Regions from separate parts of the Muntiacus reevesi genome. Here region 1 is linked to region 2. Evidence: chromatin contacts called from public Hi-C data. All regions are on one chromosome and are shown on one strand. The core of a region is the stretch at or near the end of the contact, and the rest is flanking DNA. Distances in the headings are between cores, read along the strand shown. Region 1 holds the start of PARP2 (poly(ADP-ribose) polymerase 2). Region 2 holds the start of RNASE12 (ribonuclease A family member 12 (inactive)).

Evidence for each region. A called contact is a pair of places that touch in the nucleus more often than the background predicts.
Region 1: a Hi-C map of muscle shows a contact between it and region 2, with 8 times the contacts expected there. The contact joins the promoter of PARP2 here to the promoter of RNASE12 in region 2. A contact is called at or near these places in 2 of 3 Hi-C or Micro-C datasets (blood and muscle).

The regions. Positions count from the first base shown.
Region 1 is chr7:25,902,405-25,906,595 of mMunRee1.1, reverse strand. PARP2 (poly(ADP-ribose) polymerase 2) reads left to right here and starts at 2,220. Exons shown (of 16, transcript XM_065940117.1): 1 at 2,220-2,349; 2 at 3,227-3,361; 3 at 3,694-3,764. The coding sequence starts at 2,307. CCNB1IP1 (cyclin B1 interacting protein 1) reads right to left here and starts at 346. Exons shown (of 6, transcript XM_065940505.1): 1 at 288-346.
Region 2 is chr7:25,640,806-25,644,945 of mMunRee1.1, reverse strand. RNASE12 (ribonuclease A family member 12 (inactive)) reads right to left here and starts at 2,772. Exons shown (of 3, transcript XM_065941568.1): 1 at 2,538-2,772. It overlaps TRNAT-UGU (transfer RNA threonine (anticodon UGU)), which reads right to left and starts at 3,529; the gene lies at 3,457-3,529. It overlaps TRNAP-AGG (transfer RNA proline (anticodon AGG)), which reads right to left and starts at 3,130; the gene lies at 3,059-3,130. TRNAL-AAG (transfer RNA leucine (anticodon AAG)) reads left to right here and starts at 1,284; the gene lies at 1,284-1,365. It also overlaps TRNAP-AGG.

The sequences.
Region 1 (4,191 bases), core at 971-3,470, 260 kb before region 2:
CAGGCATTTTGCAGAAACACTATGTACAGGAAACAGAGTCTATTGTTCCTAGGTCACCCTGTCTCAGAAAAGGAAGGCAGACCCGGTCCTGCAGAGGCCCACGTGGAAACAAGCCAGGCAGATCATTTCACTGCCTTCCTCCAATTTCCACACAGCCGAAATTAATCGCTTAGTAGCTCACATACACTCCAAGGCTAGCTGGAAATTAAGGCTGCCACAAGGATATAGTGCCTCAAACTGAAGAGAAATTCAAAACAATTAGGAATCAAAATTAAATGCATACTCACCAGCCCACCACCAAAATGAAAAGAGAGGAAGTGGAGAGACAGGAAGTGACTTTGAGAAGTGACCTCTGAGCCTGATTGGCTAATGATTATTCCCTCCCTCCTTTACCTTAAAAGTGCTGGAAAGATGCAACCTGCCCTCCTACCCCCACCCGCTTCAGGTACCTGTCTCCTTAAGGACCAAAGATGCTACTTGCACTGTTCTTAGATTAAACTTTTTAAACCAAGCTTCCTTTTGAGTTAATATACTTAGCACGGACTAATTCAAGGTATTTACACACATTCTAGTTTAGATGGACCTACTCCAATTTTCATTCTTTTGGGTTAATTAGTCTAGATCTACTCAAGTTAGAACTTAACCATCAGGGAAATATTCAAGTTAACAAGCTTAGTAAGAAAGATACCGGAAAAAGACAGTCACCTGCAATCCAAGGAGAAAGGCCTTAGAGAAACCAATGCTGCCAACACCTTTATCTTGGGCTTCTAGCCTTCAAAATTTTGAGAAAATAAATTTTTCTTGTTTGGGCAATCCAGTCTGTAGTTTTTAGTAATGGCAGCCCTAGCAAACCAATACACTGCGACTTTGAATAAATTACTCACATTTTTCTAGAGTTCAATTTTCTCAACTGTAAAATATAGACAATAATACCTACCTAACAACAGGGTTGTTGTGAGAATTAAATATATGTAAAGCTCATAGCATTGTTAATGTTGTTTGGTCGCTAACTAGCGTCTGACTCTTTTGCGACCCCCCCATGGACTGCAGCCTGCCAGGATCCTCTTGGCTTTCTGTCATTAGAGTGGTATCATCTGCATATCTGAGGTTGTTTTTATTTTTCCCAGCAGTCTTGATTTCAGGTTGTGAGTCATCCAACCCGTCATTTCCCATGATGTACTCTGCATATAAGTTAAGTAAGCAAGGTGACAATACACAGCCCTAAAGTACTACTTTCCCATGGGTTCAACCGCTGGGTGCGGAAGATTCCTTGGAGAAGGGAATTGTAACCCAGTCCAGTATTCTTGCCTGGAAAAATCCCATGGACAGAGGAGCCTGGAGAGCTATAGTCCATGGGCTAGCAAAGAATTAGACAGAACTGAGCGACTAACAGTTCACACAACTTCCGTAAGTACTGTATACTTCTTATAGCACCATTGCTGCTTTTGCTTGTGTGATTACTTGATTAATGTCTGTCCCCAAGAACCAAGAACCATGTCTATTTTGGCTGAACTACCATATTGCCAAAACTCGCCAAGGTGTCCAATAAATATGTGGATAAAAATCTATATGAAAGTCACCAATACTTGGTTGTTGTTAAAAACGCAGAATCTGAGTTTTAATGCAGTGTCTGAAATGGAGCTTGTGGGATATCCCGCGCCCCCACCCATCCCCCACGGTGGCACCCACCCGTTCTAAAAATCTGAGTTCATTACCATTCTCTCCTTAAAGCAGCATTTCATTTAAAAAGGACGGGCGGGAGAGTAGTCTGAATTGGGTTATGAGGCCCCCACGCGGGGTACCTCACCTCAGCCATTGAACTCACTTCGCTGGCCGTGAGTCTGTTCCAAGCTCCGGCTAAGGAGGCATCCGCCAGGCCCCTCCGCAAGGGCGGGGTCCATGGCATCTCCTGCCCAGTCTACCCTCGCGCGGAGCCCCGTTCTCTGGGAACTCACCTCCCCGAAGCTCAGGGAGGGCCCTGTTAGGGCCGCTCTATGGCCCTAGTCTCAGACCTTCCCAAGGGACATTGGCTAGAGTGACTAAGCGCACTCAGTTCGTAGCCCCACTGATGAGCTTCCCGCCGCCCCATGGCGAAAAACACGCGCAAAGAGCACTTATAACGTGCTCAGACCTAAAGCCACTTGTCGCTTACGGTGACTCCCCATAAGACATTGCGATATGCAAATACTGTAGTGCGTCCCGCCCCTGGCAGTTCCACGCTGGGACGTGCACGCACTACGGTTCCCGCCTTTAGACTGCGCTCGCGATTCCTGGGAGAGGGCTGATGACGTCAGCGTTCGGGCTCCATGGCAGCTCGGCAGCGGAGGACTGCCGGCGGCAGAGCGCGAGGTTCGGAGTGAGCTGTGGGGGCCAGAATACTGGGAGCGGGGATTCAGAAAAGGAGCTGTGCCTTCTACTATAGCCCTTCCTAATTCCATCGCTCCCTGAACCAGCATTTGTTTTGATGCCGAACTTTGGCAATTTCGGTTGTCATAGCTTTGGGGGGGTTACAAAATTGTGTCTGACCGCCTGTTGACCTGTTACAGCTTAGTGCCAACACGGTTTTAAATACCTAATACAAAACAGTTAAATTAAGTGTAAGGTGCAGCATTATTTTATGTACCACTGAGCAAGGAAAAACGCTTCCAGTTAAAACGTGATTCGCAGCTTATAAATCATCCCTTGTAAAATGCATCCCAGTTTCAGAGATTATAAAATGCAGCTCTTAAAATTGGCTTATGACATATCATACTCTGTGTATTGTGTTCTTAAATGTGTTGTCTTCCTCTGGATTTTTCAGTTAGGGCAACTGAAGTACAAAGAGATGAAATAACTTCTACACTGATTGTCCAGTTAGCAGAGACAGGGCACAGACTCCAGAGCACTCTAGTAAACTATTTCATACCACCTCTAGTAGTTTGAGGGTAGGTATTTGGAGGGTATTGGGGCACAAGTAAGCAGAAGAGATAAGCAGTTTAAGACTGATGCCTGAGGCCATGAACTCACATGATCTGTGAGTTGTTTTGTTTTGTTTGGCTAGAATAGCAGTTCAGGAATTCAGACTGTTTCCTGAGTGGTATGGCAGTTATTATTCCTTTGTAAATTTACAAAACCATCTTAATCTATATTTTTAAAAAGATGTTTTTGCATAGTAGCATCGTATTCAGTCTGTACTCATTCTTTCTTTTGCTTCTTTGCCCATTCTTCTTGCCTATTCTGAATGAAGCTGAAAGAGTTAATAATGGCAAAACAGTTGCAGAAGACCCTCCTCCTGCAAAGAAAATTCGAAAATGTCACAGGGTGAAAAAGGAGCCTGTGGCTGAAGGAAAGGCAGATAATGACAAGACTGAAAACAAGCAAGGTCAGCCCTCGACATACACCAAGAAGGAGTTGGACCAGCAGGAGGGTCCTTGGGAGGGCTGAGGGTGGGAGAGTTCTTTGTTTTTGTTCTTTCAACTCATTTCTTCTTTCCTTGAAGATATAATTAACTTTCTATCTTTTGGGCATACCATAGGACTAACCTAGTTTCTCAAAAGCTTTAGTTTCACATATTTTATTATAATAAACTGAGACTCGAGCAGATCAAGTTTGCTTGGGAAGGGCAGAGTGACTTATGACAGGTTTCTATCTAACCATGACAGCTGTTTTTGTTTCCCATACAAGTAGATATAGTACTTATCTGTCTTCCCTCAGAGTCTGTGAAGACCTTACTGTTAAAGGGCAAAGCTCCTGTGGACCCAGAGTGCACAGCCAAGGTGGGGAAGGTAAGAGACTCCCACTAATTTCTCAAAGAACCATTGTTCTCATTGGGATTCTTGTCTGGAACATTGCTATTATGTATTTTAGGAATCCTCTCCAAAATTTTTCCAAGGGATGAACAGCATGGGGTTTGGGAGTACTAATCATGGTGTTTTCTAGCATGGTTAACTTATGGAGTTGTCATCAACTTTCCACACCTCTTTCTCAATTAGAGAATTGTATCGTTATCAGTGTTCTAGTGAGACACTGTGCACTGGTATGTATGGCATGAGTTACTGATGAATGGGAAAAGGATTTGAAGAATACAGAAGAAAGGCTCCTTCTGGAACAGGTTGCCTTTACTGAGTTAGACTCATTTGTGTTTCTGTAATTACATAAAGGCAACATGTTTTCATTATAGGATTGACAGGTTATGTTTAGAAAAACATACTT
Region 2 (4,140 bases), core at 1,523-4,022:
ACAGGAAACTACAAAAGAGAAATGATACTTGACGTTAGAAATAATGATTTTGTAGAAGAAATTTTATATGAAATATGCTTAATAACATCTAGCATTTATCCTTGTGATTTAAGAACACAAAGAGTATTTGTCTAAAGATATGTTTAAATCTGCAATAGTGGAGTATAAAATGGTGCTCCTTACTGTAATATTAGCTACATAGGGTGCTTGTTTAACGTGATGGTGTTTAACATAAACAAATCAGAGGCTTTATGGGAGGCAGACAAAGGAAAGACAGCTGACAAGGAAAGGAAAAAAAAAAAATAGGGCTCGTCCGGGATTTGAACCCGGGACCTCTCGCACCCTAAGCGAGAATCATACCCCTAGACCAACGAGCCACACAACTATCCTTCTCTTTTAAACTTTAGTAGAGAAACTTTTAGCCACGTCTACAGTTGGTTGCAAAAATCTTTTGCTAACTATGGACGTGGGTGACACCTAGTGGAAGAATAAATCACTGCACTCTCGTCCACATTACGGATTGCTATTCCACAGATCGTTTTTAAGAAAAAAGATTCAGGATCAACAAAAAATAATTGCGCAGCATGTTTTCGCTTCTGAGTGAGCCAAAGACGCTGCGGGAACGAAGGTAGGCAATTGCATTAGGGGCAGTCACAGGCCGAGGGGTGATCCTGTGATACTGGGGAGGGGAGTGGACCCGCGTTGCTGACAGAGCATCTGTTTTCGGTCCGCTGCGGGCTGGAGACTGGGGCCCAACTGGTAGGCTTCTTCAGGCTTCGGCACATTACTGACTGTTTCCTGGGTTCGGTTTGGGACTTTTCTGGCTCTCCCTTTTAAGCTATGGAACTCACCGCCTGGCGAGCTTCTGCGTCTCCTCTAGGAAGATCCAGACGCTTTCTCGCCGCAGGACCCCAGACTCAGCATCTTAAGGACCGAAAGCTCTCGCCGTGTGGCGCTTTCCACGAAAAGCATCCCCAAGACCCGGGAGGGCCGACTCTCCCGGGCGACCAGACTGTGCCGGGCCCAGGCAGGCGCTCGGTACCCGTTAGAGCTAACAAAGGTTGTCCGGCCTCTCGAGGCGCTCTTGTGCAATAAGAGTCTTCCCATAAATCACAAGCACTCTGGCTTCAAAGAAGAAAGAAAGCAAATCAAATCAGGAAGAAAGCGTGGGGGCGGGGTAGATACGAAGAGCCTCCCCAAATAATAAATATGTGAATCACTGGGTGTGGAGGGACTGGGAGGAGAGAGGATCATAAAGCGTATGGCCCTAAGCGCCGTCTGTAGGTAGCGTGGCCGAGCGGTCTAAGGCGCTGGATTAAGGCTCCAGTCTCTTCGGGGGCGTGGGTTCGAATCCCACCGCTGCCAGGTGGTTTTTGAAACCATGCAGATCAAATATCCTTGACTCCGCCGATCCTGCCACTTTAATACAGTTTCTTGACTTTCCTCTCCCTACTGATGTTCAGTGCTTGATAGAGTATGGACGTGCCCAGTTTTGTGCTTTGGAAAAGACCCTGTTGCTGGGCAAGATTCAAGGCAGGATGAGAGGGTTGAATGGCATCGCCGGCAAAACGGTAATGTAAGCTCCGGGAGGCGATAAAGGACAGAGAAACCCGGCGTGCTACTGTCCATGGGGTCGCAAACAGTCGGACACGACTGAGCGTCTGAACAAACAATCATTCTAATTCCTCCGCTAGAGATGACCTTACTCTACGTGAGTGTTGTTTGGTTTTTTGGTTTTTGTTTGTTTGCTTGTTTTTTAACTCCACACTAACAGGAGTGTGGAGTAGGAGAAAGAGAAAACAAAGAAGACACCACAGTATGTGATACTACATAAAAACTCTTTTAAAGGATAATGTATCACACACGCTTAAAATGGAGATTATGTTAGTACATTTCAGACCCGCGTTCCTTCAGGGGCGGGAAAAGCAGTTTGTGTTTAGCACTATTTGAAGTTGCCAAGCAGTTTTGTTACAGCCAAACGCTCTGGGAAGCGAACTCACTCAGAAGGACAGCCTGGATCGTGAAGTGCAGTTTATTACATGGCGGGTCCCAGGCAGTTTCCTCCTTAGCCAAGGACCCCTACCGACTTGGTGACAACCTTTTATACAAAGTGTACGTGCCCAAGCCCACATCTCCAAATTCTCTAAAGTCCACTCTGGACAATGTTAGTAAGAGATACAATCAGGTTACAGCCATAAATTTACATTCTAAAGCTATCTGGACATAGAGTTCAGTCTACATCAATAAGTATTATTAAGATTACATAGTGGTACAGATCGCCAGCCCAGGCTGGATGCATGAGACCAGTGCTCAGGGCTGGGGCACTGGGAAGACCCAGAGGGATGGGATGGAGAGGGAGGCGGGAGGGGGGATCGGGATGGGGAACACATGTAAATCCATGACTGATTCATGTCAGTGTATGGCAAAAACCACTACAATATTGTAAAGTAATTAGCCTCTAGCTAATAAAAATAAATGAAAAAAAAAAATAAAACTCTTAAGAAAAAAAAAAAGATTACACAGTGGACATTGCGTACCTTCTGGCTCCGGGAGGTCTAGGTACGGGGTCGGCCTGGTCTGGTTTTTATCCGCCAGGGAGGCCTGCTTGGCTGTTGGTATTTCATCTCTATGACTCCCTAGGTATGCAGTCCAAAGTCCGCCGAGAGTGTAAGGTGGAGTTCCTGTTTTTTTAAAAAATGGAGTCAGTCCAGTCAGGGCAACCTGCTCCTTTCCTTCTTCAGTTTCCCATACACTATTTTATTTACTGAACGGGATCCCTGGCGCTAGACTGGGAAAGGGAACATGTGACCATTTGCATTTTCACAGCAGATGCACCTGCGAGGTCTGGAGACAGGCTCTCGGAGCTGCCACGTCAGCCTGCAAGCCAGAAGAGTGGGGAATCGCATCATCAGACAGAATTGAAAAACTCGTAGTTCTCCGTAACTTTACCATTTCTCTTTTCTAAGGGCCCTGTGCCGCAACTTTTCAAAGCAGAGTAGAGAGAACAAAATGCGATAGCACATATATTTTAAATAAATTACCAGAAGCAAACAAAGGTGGGCTCGTCCGGGATTTGAACCCGGGACCTCTCGCACCCTAAGCGAGAATCATACCCCTAGACCAACGAGCCACAGTGAGATAGCCCATTAATTCCGCCTCAAGGCTCACGCACGTCACTAGGCCACGTCACTAGCCGTTTCTAAGACACAGGAGTTTGAGTGCCTTCTACCGGCAGAAATGCGTGTCGTTTCCCCAGCGAGCGCGTGCCTGACGCAGCGGAGGATTTATCAACTGTGATCGTGGGTCCAGACCAGGACAGCAGAGGGGGAGCTACGTCCACTTGGCCTGAAAGTCTTATGACGCGCTGCCGACGGCAGAGGAGATCTGCCAGAACAGCCGCACGGGTTCCCTCGCCCTGTGGCCACGGCTTAGGAGGCGGGGAAAAAAACGACCATCAGGCCCCAGCGAGATTTGAACTCGCGACCCCTGGTTTACAAGACCAGTGCTCTAACCCCTGAGCTATGGAGCCCTCTCGTGTATGCTGCGTCTCTATCTTCCCTGTTATAGTTGTTTTCAGTAAGATTACTGTGTTAAATGGCATTTTGATCCAAGCAAAAACTAAGGTATGCTGCAAAATTGAAATCTTTCTGTGTTCTGTCAACCACTCCAAAAGACTCTGCTTTGAGCAGAGTCACTACTAGACTGTCTTCTAGTCCCTTACCCTGATAGTCGGCTGAGACATTGCCTTCTGTGTCTCTGCTGCCCAGAAAGGATGCATATGCCAGAACTCCAGATACTTGGGCACTCGAGAGACCCACCTGAGAATAAAAAGGCGCATATAGAGGGTATCCGACAGGCAGGGACGTTATGGTGCACTCCCTTTTCTCATGTGGTGGTGAAATCCACAGAGAAGGTGGGAAGAGGTTTACCACACGGTTTTTTGTCTTTTCTGAATCCCAGAGCCCCTAACTCTTGCTTGTATGTTGGAATTATTGCCACTCAAAGGTTCACGGTTAAGAGCAAGCAGGGAAAAGAGGTGCTAGAGAGGAAAATTTTAATCTTTCCTTAAAGACATATGGATTTGCAGGTATCCTTGGTATGAATAATACAATCTTTTAAAGGGGATTTTGTTTTCACTTT